Regions from separate parts of the Mus musculus genome. Here all the other regions are linked to region 1. A link is a contact called in public Hi-C and promoter capture Hi-C data. All regions are on one chromosome and are shown on one strand. The core of a region is the stretch at or near the end of the contact, and the rest is flanking DNA. Distances in the headings are between cores, read along the strand shown. Region 1 holds the start of Mnx1 (motor neuron and pancreas homeobox 1). Region 2 holds the start of Msx1 (msh homeobox 1). Region 3 holds the start of A930033C23Rik (a long non-coding RNA gene).

Region 1 (3,381 bases), core at 539-3,038:
CTATTTTCAGACTAGCTGGAGGCCTTTGCAAAGCTGTGCACAACTTACTCCAAGATGTTCCCCGCTGGGTTCCAGATTTTCCAGCCAGGACCACCCTGTCATAATAAAAACTCCACTCAGCCGAGCATGGTGGCGCACACCTTTAATCCCAGCACTTGGGAGGCAGAGGCAGGAGGATTTCTGAGTTCGAGGCCAGCCTGGTCTACAGAGTGAGTTCCAAGACAGCCAGGGCTAGACAGAGAAACCCTGTCTCCAAAATCAAAAACAAAAACAAAACAAAAACAACAAAAACAAAAAACCTACTCACTCATCCCAACAGAATCACTGCGTTAAATCTCTCCTAAACAAAACTTGTTGACAGGGAAAATATAGTCCTTACTTATATTTATCGTTACCCCCCACCCCCAATCCCTCTTGAAACAGCTTTGCCTGCTACTTTTAAATTCACCCAACAAGGATTGTCCTAGCCTCCTGGCCTTCCCTGGGCCATTTCCGATCTTTTATTAACCTCTCACCTGGTTGGGAAGCCGCGATCCAGAGACCTGGAACTCCCTCCCACTTTCCCCTCGTGTTTGGGGAAGATACCCGAGAATGGAGCTAGCGAGAAAGCTTGATTTCTCAAACTACTTATTGATTCGTTACATTAAAAAAAAAAAGCCCCCGGAAGCGTGTTTACAGTAAATATTTGATATGTGCGCAGGCTGAGGTCTGGATTCACACTTTAATACGGTCTCTGGAAGCCCTTTCTTGATTTTCCTGAACTCGGCCGGCAGGAGGAGGCGAGAGCCTGATAGTGGCTCCCTTAGCCTGCGAACTGGCTCAGTCCGAGGGAGCAGTCCTCGGCCAATTCCCGCAAAGCCTTTTTCCTACACCCCCACAAGGCAAGGCTCTAATAGAACTTGGTTCTCACCTAGGTCCGGCTCAGTGGCACCTGTGCAAACGACCTTCAAGTCAATGTGCATCTCTGAGTTGGAAAACTGCTCTCTCTCCACTCTGACTGAAGATTTGTAGGCTTCAACCTCTAATACCGTATTTATACACACCGAAACCCTACAAACAAACATTTGCGGCGCATGATACTTTTGGGGGAGGGGCAGATAAGAAGGTTCGACCTGCTGAGGGTTAATGACAGGGACGCAAACCATCTTGAAGCAATCAACACTCAGGAACGCGAGAGATTTTGGGAAACCGAACAGTCTTCAGTGTACTAAGCTCAGGGTCCCGTTTTGGGTACCTAGTGGACTTCAGGGGTGAGGACCCACCTAGTTCCTCAGTGCAGAACATTCCACAACTCCCTCAAGGGAGCGCGAGTAGCTGGAGGAAGATAAGGCGTCCGCCTCTGGAGGAACAAGGTGTCAAAGGGACTCGGGGGGCACTCACTGGGACCCAGGGTTACTGGCGCTCACCACTCTCCCAGCAGCAAGGAAGCAGTAAGCTTGTGTTCAGCCTCCAAACTCTCCAACCTGCCTCCTCCGGCCACCTACGCTGTTCACCACCGGCTGCTTAGGACCTGGGGGCGCAGGGGCGGGGCGTCAGGCTAATTGGACCGTGACAGGTGAGCCCCTCGGCCAATCGCCGGGCAGACAGCCCTCCTCGGGCCCCCGCTGAGCGCGCCAATCCCAGACCGCCCTGAGCTTCAAGTGTGCGGAGGGGCGCGGGTCCCCACCAAGGCACCAGTGGCCTCGATGCGGTCGCTTGAGCTCTTGAGAGCAGAGAGCCGGTCTCCCCAACACAAACTCGCAGGAGCGCTCCGGTGGAAGTTCATACCAGTGAGTGGAGCGCGGTCCCCACGAGGACCGCAAAGAGGAGGCGCCTGGACGATGGTCGCTCTCAGCTGAGTTTCCGGCTGCGACTTTATTGGCAAAAAATCGCAGTAACAATACCGGCCCCAAGGCTGGCCACCGCCACGCTCAGTCTCCGTAAGCCCGCACACGACTGCATCGCCCACCCTTGGACCCTGATTGTCAGCTCCAATCGAGCCGATGGAAAAATCCAAAAATTTCCGCATCGACGCCCTGCTGGCCGTGGATCCCCCGCGAGCCGCCTCCACGCAGAGCGCGCCTCTGGCCTTGGTCACTTCCCTCGCGACTACAGTATCTGGTCCCGGCCGCGGCGGCAGCGGCGGCGGGGGGACCAGTAGCGGGGCGAGCCGTAGCTGCAGTCCCGCATCCTCGGAGGCCACTGCAGCGCCCGGTGACCGGCTGAGAGCTGAGAGCCCGTCGCCCCCACGCTTGCTGGCTGCACACTGCGCGCTGCTGCCCAAGCCCGGATTCCTGGGCGCCGGAGGAGGCGGCGGCGCGGCGGGTGGGCCGGGCACTCCCCACCACCACGCGCACCCTGGTGCAGCAGCCGCCGCGGCTGCCGCTGCCGCTGCCGCGGCTGCCGGTGGCCTGGCACTGGGGCTGCACCCGGGGGGCGCACAGGGCGGCGCGGGCCTCCCTGCACAGGCGGCTCTCTATGGACACCCGGTCTACAGTTATTCGGCAGCAGCTGCAGCGGCCGCGCTAGCTGGCCAGCACCCGGCGCTTTCCTACTCATACCCTCAGGTGCAGGGCGCGCACCCTGCGCACCCTGCCGACCCCATCAAGCTGGGTGCCAGCACCTTCCAACTGGACCAGTGGCTGCGCGCGTCTACTGCGGGCATGATCCTGCCCAAGATGCCGGACTTCAGCTGTGAGTACCTGCGCCGCACCCGGACAGTTCTCACGCGCATCCTCCTCTCTCGCACCCCCTTCCTTTTGCTCTCACCTCCTAGCGAGCTGTGGAAGAGCATCGAAGCCTCTGTGGCTCATTCCTGGGCCTGTGAGGCCTCTCGTGGGCCGCACAGAATGAAAGGAGCCTCAAATTATTAAGATGGCCACAAGCAGGCCTTGGCCTCTCTATCTCTCTTAACAGACAGGGGAGGTTGGAGGTGTGAGGCTAAAACCTAAAGAATAACCTGCAAGCTGGACAAGGAAGTGCGCGGAAAGGCTAGCCTCGATTAGGGCAGGTTTTGGGGGTCGCTGAAACCGGGGACTTATCTTGAGAAAATGAACTTTGTCAGAGGTTCCATTATAGGCTATGAAGAGACACATCACTGGGTCCAGAAGTAGCTCTTCCGTGGCCCTTGTAAGGACTCTGCCTTCCTTTGAAGGGCAAGACATTTGCATGTCTCTGTCTCTCTGTCTGTCTCTGTCTGTCTCTGTCTCTGTCTCTGTCTCTGTCTCTCTCTCTCTCTCTGTGTGTGTGTGTGTGTGTGTGTGTGTGTGTGTGTGTGTTGGTGAGGGTGGGCGTCCCTCCAAATGATGTCGAACTGGTCTGTTTGAATATAAGGTCACCGGGTCTATAAATAGAAAGTGCCTGGCTGGGAACTTCAGGTGCTCAACACCTTGGGGAGTTCCT
Region 2 (3,381 bases), core at 293-2,792, 8.3 Mb before region 1:
CAGAAGCGAGTATTCCCGAACCCGCCCCAGGCCTTCCTATTTCTCCAGGCCCTGTGGGCAGATGTGAGGCTCCGATCTCTCTGGCGTCCGCAGCCCAACCCCTCCCTCCAGACCCCGGACGCCGTCTGGGTAATAAAGTAATTCATTTTCCTTAATCTGGTCGCCCCTAATCTACAGCTTTTTATTGCGCCCAGTTAAAAGGCCAGGGAATTCGCTATCCCTCCGTGCTCGGATAATTACCCCTAAATGGCCACGGCAGCCCCTTGTGTTTCCTGGAGATTAGAGCCCGGCAGTCATCAATGCACAGTCCCGGTGAGCCGCCAATCACCTCCTCCACCTCCCCCGGAGCCGCGAGCCTGGGCCCTGGGATAAGAGGCCATATAAAGAAAAGCCCCCCCCCCCCCAACTCCCCAACAGCCTGTTCGAACCCAGTTTACAAGGTCTTCTGTGGTCCCCACTCCAACTTTCCTTCTTTTTGTATCAGTCAAACAAAACAAAACAAAACAAAACAAAACACGTTTCCTTCGAAATCGGGCAAACAAAACTTCTTAAGCCTTGCACCAAAGATATACCTCCAGGAACTGCTTATTTTTCCTACTGGCCCATCAAATGGGCCTCCACTCTGCACCAGCAGACAGACCCACAGTTAGTGAAGTGTGATTGTTTTTGAGGATTCATTGTCTGAGGTCATGTTGAGGCCAGATTGTTGGTGGGTTCTGTTGGTCTTATTTCGGTCTTCACCCAAGGCATCCAGTGGCTTCTTTGGCTAGTAGCAGTTCTCTGGTAGAGGTGTAACTTTCTGGAGAAAAAGTACGTATAGGGAGGGGGTACGTGTTTGCATGAGAACCAAACTCATTTCCCAGATCATGTTACTTGTTCCCGTACCCACAGAACCAACAGGACCTGTACTTTCTTTGATTAACTTTGTCCAGCCCTGGAGACAAAGGCCCATTTTTACTCCGAGGTAAATTTTTGAAGATTGGAAGACATAAGACACTTAGGGCGGCTTTTTTAAAAAAAGAAATTAGTATTATCCCTTGCTACTCTGACAAATAACTATGAACATTCAAAGCAAACACCAAAAGAAAAAAAAAATTGTAAGTGAATTGTGGTCGAGAAAGGGGGCCAGAAGAGGGAAAGGGGACAGAAAGAAATAGCACAGACCATAAGAGAAACTGTGGAAAGAAAGTAGTCTATGGAGAGGAACAGAAGAAGTGGGTAAAGGATGGTGGAGGACGACTGGCAGAAGAGAAGGACTAGTAAAGAAAAGTCCCTCTGGAACTTGGTAGAATCCACATCCAGGAGTGTGGGGGTCCAGCCGGACCGATGCCCACCTGACTTAGCTAGGCGGAAAAGCTCCCCAGGTACCTCCGGCTCTGTCCCGCCTGTGCGGGTCAGGCCCTTCCCCGAGCGCCCCCAGGCCGAGCGCGCCTCGGGGCACGAGCACAGCCCAATGGTTCTCTCCGGACCCGCCCCCTCGCGCTCTGATTGGCCGCTGCCACGCTGGCCTTGCCTTATTAACAAGTTCTCAGGGGAGCGGCGGCGGACCCGGAGCCGGCGAGTGCGCCTGGGAACTCGGCCTGAGCGGCGCAGGGATCCAGGCCCCGCTCGCTCGAGTTGGCCTTCTGGGGAAGCCGCAGGAGGCTCGCGCGCGAGAGCCGGCCGGGCCAGGAACCCAGGAGCTCGCAGAAGCCGGTCAGGAGCTCGCAGAAGCCGGTCGCGCTCCCAGCCTGCCCGAAACCCATGATCCAGGGCTGTCTCGAGCTGCGGCTGGAGGGGGGGTCCGGCTCTGCATGGCCCCGGCTGCTGCTATGACTTCTTTGCCACTCGGTGTCAAAGTGGAGGACTCCGCCTTCGCCAAGCCTGCTGGGGGAGGCGTTGGCCAAGCCCCCGGGGCTGCTGCGGCCACCGCAACCGCCATGGGCACAGATGAGGAGGGGGCCAAGCCCAAAGTGCCCGCTTCACTCCTGCCCTTCAGCGTGGAGGCCCTCATGGCCGATCACAGGAAGCCCGGGGCCAAGGAGAGCGTCCTGGTGGCCTCCGAAGGGGCTCAGGCAGCGGGTGGCTCGGTGCAGCACTTGGGCACCCGGCCCGGGTCTCTGGGCGCCCCGGATGCGCCCTCCTCGCCGCGGCCTCTCGGCCATTTCTCAGTCGGAGGACTCCTCAAGCTGCCAGAAGATGCTCTGGTGAAGGCCGAAAGCCCCGAGAAACTAGATCGGACCCCGTGGATGCAGAGTCCCCGCTTCTCCCCGCCCCCAGCCAGTAAGTAGCCAGCCCTGGATGGAGAGCGAAGGGGCCAAGAGGGGGTGTGGGGCCCGAGGGCGCCAGGCCGCGCGCCGGCGCCGGCTTGTCTCGGGCGTCGGCGTACCTGCAACTGGGTACCTGGAGGCCGTGCAGAGGTTGCGTTGGCGGGAAGACCGCCTTTGAGCCTCTTCCCACTCCCACCCAGGAAGAGAGTTAGAGGCCTAAAGCAGGCAAAGCTTAGTCCGCGCTCCTTGCCTTGGCTCAGTGCCTCCGAGCCTGTCACTTCACTTGTAGCGCGCGGGTGTCTGTGGACCTTCTTATTCTTCCGGTAGTCAGGACACCAGGGGTGCCCTGCTTCTCCACCTGACCCTAAACTCAGTTATTTTGCACCTCAACTTGGATGGGCGCAGCGGCCAGTACATCCTAGCTCTGCGGAGTTTCACTTTCTACTGGTAGACAGCCGTAACCTCGCGCTCCCCATTTAAAGAACCTCTCAAAGGGTTCCGGAGTTCTGCAAAACTCCTGCCCCACCGCGCATCTAATTTTAAGCAGAAACTTGGTGTTTTGGGCGGGTGGATGATTTAGCAAGAGGGGACGATCGCGGACTAGGGGGGATGGTGGTGGTGGTGGAGACAACAAGACAACCAAAAGAGCTCCCTATTAACCACTTTGCTATAGTGTCCGAATGTGTTGGACCAGGCTTTTGAAGCGGACCCAGCAGCCAGCGACGTGTTCCAGGATAGTCCTAGGTCCTTGCGGCCCTTAGGCTTCCTTTCCCCAGCGAACCCGCTCGAAGATATTTCAGGAGCACGGGAAATTCCCAAGTTTTCCTCGTTTCCTCCGATTATTTCGCCCTACATAATAGCGTTGCAAATTCAATGGCGTGATGCTGAGGAACGATTTTTATCTGGGGATTAAACGTCTTTGAAAAGACAGCCCCTCCCTGGGCCTAAAGCTTGAGGAAGGTGGCCCAGAGCCGGGCTGTTGCTGCTGACCAAAGTGACATTTCCCTATGAACCCACCCTTCTTTAGGGCGGCCTGGTGGAAAACGACTCTGGGGCCAACTTCCCGGACTTGCTATGGCCTGAGCTGGGAGAGAAGTGGGGATGCTAACTGGAGATTTCGTTTGACTTACAT
Region 3 (3,381 bases), core at 507-3,006, 5.9 Mb before region 1:
ATGGGGGTGGGGTGGGGTGGGGGACTATGTGGCTGAGTTCCAGGTAAAAATAATAGGCTGGTGATGGATTTCTTTAAAAACATAAAAACAAACAAACAAACAGACACCCTGGAATGACAAAAGAGCAGTTGAGAAGAGGCTGGGGATGAGCTCGGAGGTAGAACCTGCTTGCCTGGTATGCCGGGGCCCTGGGATTATTGCCCAGCACTGTAAAAAGAAAAAAGGCAGGATGGGAAAAGAGGGTCCAGGTACCTTCCCGGTTGTAGGAGGAGGCCAAGGTGCAAGCTAAGGACTTGCTGGGGTACGCAGAGGTACGGGATCTTTCTGCCCTTTGTGAAAGCAGACCACTTAACATTATGTGCATTAGATTTTACATATGATGGATGCATTGGTAGCTTTGATAAAACAGAATGGGTGGAGGAACAGGGAGCCGTGAGGACATACTGGGTTTTTATTTGTGTTTATTTTGCTGACAATTTGCCAGTCCCACCTGGAAAGCTCAAACCCCCAGCCTGGGGGGGGGTGTCTCTCAGTTTAAACCTTTACTGTATCTAAGTGAAAACGAACTTTTTTTTTCCTTTAAGGATTTGGTGAGAGGTTCCACACTATACAAGTGGATTCCATACTCTTGAGAACTTCAGGGCTTGTAAACTTCAGGTGGGGTCTATAAAGCTAGCATTTAGGAGGTGAGTGAGGTTAAGAGGGCCAGGAGCTGGAAGTCAGCCTGAGCTACAAGGCAGATCTTATCATAATAATAGTAATAATAATAATAATAATAATAATAATAAGCAGACTTGTCTGTCTGGAGTGAGTTTTCATCTTGGAGGCCGGAAGAGAGCTTTTCTTCCAGCATGCTTGATCACACCTTTAATTTTTCTGCTCCGACAATACATTTCCTATTTGCAAACAAACCAATGAACGGGTTAGTGAACGCTCAGGCTTGAAGCCTACTTGAAACCTTGAATTTCATCGCCAGCCCTGCAAAACTAAGAATATGTCAAAATCAAAACAAAACTCAGCCAGGATTGGTGGTGGCAAACCTTTAATCTCAACAGATTAAAGGCACATGGATCTCTCTCTCAGCTCGAGGCCAGACTGGTCTACACAGAGAGACAAAACAACAACAACAACAACATTTAAAGAAAAGATAAAGAAAAAGAAAAAAACTCAGCTATCCGTGGGTGCCTGAATTTGGAAAGCCCCTTCTGTGTGTGTGCGCGCTCGCGCGTGTGCGCGTGTGTTTAATTTTCTATACCGAACACCGCTTCTCTGCGCGCAGATGGGGACGTGCAGAACCGATTGGCTAGCGGCCGGGGAGGCCTGCCTGGGCCCTGCTTGCCCCGGCAGAAGGGCCGAAGCATGGGTCCGTGTCCCAGGGCAGGGGCCCAAGCGGTCGCTGTGCTTCGGAGCTGCCTGGCTCTTCTCCGGTCTGAGTCGGAAGGTTCGAGGGTCTGACTCCGGAAGCCTCTGAAGATCTAGTCTAAGGTGAGCGCCAGGTTCCCCGCGGACCACCGGTTACATCCCGCCGCCCTGCGCGCCTCGCCGGCTCCGGAGCGCGTCGCCTCCCCGCGGGCTGCGGGTCCCAGGGGCGAGGTCCTCGGCGCGGCGGAGGGTGGAGGGCCGAGGGGCGGCTCTTAAGGAAAAGAAGTTGAATCATCAGAGAAACCATTAGGCTAATGTGATGTGCTGTAAGGCGTGGGATCAATGCGGCCAGGCCGCTGGGGTGGGGGGGGGGGTGGGGGTTGCCGCCGAGCATGCGAGGCTCCTGCCCATTTGGGGGAAATGGATTTTAGAAATTTCAGAAAGAAAACTCAATCCAAATCTAGATGTAAAGGCGCTGTGGTTGTCAAGCTTCGAGAGCCATTTATGTCGTGTAGGAACAGTGACCTCGGTGGGGTGAAGCCAACATCAGGTGGGTACAGTGACCTCAAGGGGCGAAGCCAAGAGTGAGGTTCTAAAGAAACAGATGAAAGAGAGTTCTGACACTGGATGAGGGATGGCAGAGCTCCTGGGGAAGTGACAGTGGCTCCTCAGCTGGACATTTTGGAACCTTAGATTCCCTCAGACAGTGGCTTCTACTCCTCCATGTTTGGGCAGAGAGTTGGATACTAAGATACCCAAACCTATGCAGAGCCCACTCTGAGCGCAAGACCCTAGGCTTAGGGGCACAATGCTCTCCCAACTAGTCCTATGTTGCTACGAGGGACATCGAATCCCACAGTAAAGGCAAGGCTCAGGCCCTGGATCAGAGCCTGGGCACATGGCTCCACCAGGTAGGTCCCATGATATTAAGGTGGGTGAATAGAGGCCCCAGAAAAGAATGAGCTTCTTCAAGATTTGAACAGCGTCCCCATTCCATTCTCTCTGTCCCCCAAAAGCCCTTCTTCTTGCTGGCCCAAAGTATTGTTCCCTTCTAGAAAAAAGAGGAGGGGTGTGGGCTGCGACATATCTTGGGGCCACAATGGACTTGTACATACAATGACCAGGTAAGACTGGGCCTGGACACTGCTGGGGAGCGGGGATGCTCAGAGGCAAGCCTCCCGTTCTTCACAGCCGCCCTTAGGAGGTAAAGTGGATCCGGAAAATGATTAAGGTCTTTTCTCCACAACCAATTTCGGTCAGCCCTAAGGGCACGTGGCATCATTCTGCTTGCTTGCTTATCATTGTTTGCTGTCTGAACGGCCTGGAGGTCTGAGGAAGTCCTACTAGGCTCCGGGTGAGTTCTAGCTTCTGTCTCCAAGCTTTTAAAAAGGAAACGAATGAATTCCAGTGTAGGGCCCTCAGATCTACTCCCTGGTGTAGAGAACTCTCTGGAAGGAGTTGAGAGACAGTGGGCTCTCCCACTTCTGGCCCCCTCATTTGCCCAGTTGAAAAGAAATCCCAACATTGCTTCCGTCTCCCAGATCACGGGATGCGTGAGCCTTGGAGTCAGACTGGGACTGATTATTTTTCGAACACACAACTAGGATAGCACCCCTGTCTTTTGTGGGGGCACTGTGCAGCTGCGAGGCTCGGCGCTCGCAGTCTTAAGATGGGAGTATCGGGCCCCATCCCAGCCACGGGGATCCAGGAAAGACACAGAGCATAGTGAGCTTCCCCCTGCCCCCTGTGTGCTAGGGAAGGTCTGTGCCCAGGGACCAGGCTGAGCTCCTCCCATCAGGTGGGTCCATCTTCTGTTCTCGGCCAAGGCGAGCGTTGCCTGGACTCCACCAGCACCCGCGTTCATGTACCTCCGCCTCATTCCCGATGCCTTCCGGACCTCGGCGTCCCCACCTCCGTTACATGCCCTCGGCTCGGAAAGGAACCTTTACTATGTGACTGGGCACCTAGCCCGCGTAAGGACACGCAGGATGAGGTGGATAGGAGACGAGAGGTGAGGAC

Evidence for each region. Promoter capture Hi-C pulls out the DNA fragments that hold promoters and counts their contacts. Hi-C and Micro-C count contacts between places; a contact is called where the count stands out from the background.
Region 2: a Hi-C map of embryonic stem cells shows a contact between it and region 1, with 13 times the contacts expected there. The contact joins the promoter of Msx1 here to the promoter of Mnx1 in region 1. A contact is called at or near these places in 6 of 39 promoter capture datasets (cranial neural crest, embryonic stem cells, hippocampal neurons and 1 more), 11 of 484 Hi-C or Micro-C datasets (B cells, cerebellum, cerebral cortex and 1 more) and 1 of 115 datasets of contacts at active chromatin or transcription factors (embryonic stem cells).
Region 3: a promoter capture Hi-C map of second pharyngeal arch cranial neural crest shows a contact between it and region 1. The contact joins the promoter of A930033C23Rik here to the promoter of Mnx1 in region 1. A contact is called at or near these places in 4 of 39 promoter capture datasets (cranial neural crest, embryonic stem cells, maxillary cranial neural crest and 1 more) and 12 of 484 Hi-C or Micro-C datasets (cerebellum, embryonic ectoderm, embryonic stem cells and 1 more).

The regions. Positions count from the first base shown.
Region 1 is chr5:29,476,877-29,480,257 of GRCm38.p6, reverse strand. It overlaps Mnx1 (motor neuron and pancreas homeobox 1), which reads left to right and starts at 1,788. Exons shown (of 3, transcript NM_019944.2): 1 at 1,788-2,673. The coding sequence starts at 1,983.
Region 2 is chr5:37,822,746-37,826,126 of GRCm38.p6, reverse strand. It overlaps Msx1 (msh homeobox 1), which reads left to right and starts at 1,542. Exons shown (of 2, transcript NM_010835.2): 1 at 1,542-2,262. The coding sequence starts at 1,794. Gm33993 (a long non-coding RNA gene) reads right to left here and starts at 372. Exons shown (of 6, transcript XR_868362.1): 1 at 241-372. It also overlaps Msx1os. RefSeq lists an enhancer at 1-458.
Region 3 is chr5:35,397,930-35,401,310 of GRCm38.p6, reverse strand. It overlaps A930033C23Rik (a long non-coding RNA gene), which reads left to right and starts at 1,756. Exons shown (of 3, transcript XR_003955880.1): 1 at 1,756-2,486; 2 at 2,623-3,381. It also overlaps a transcript of Hmx1 not described here.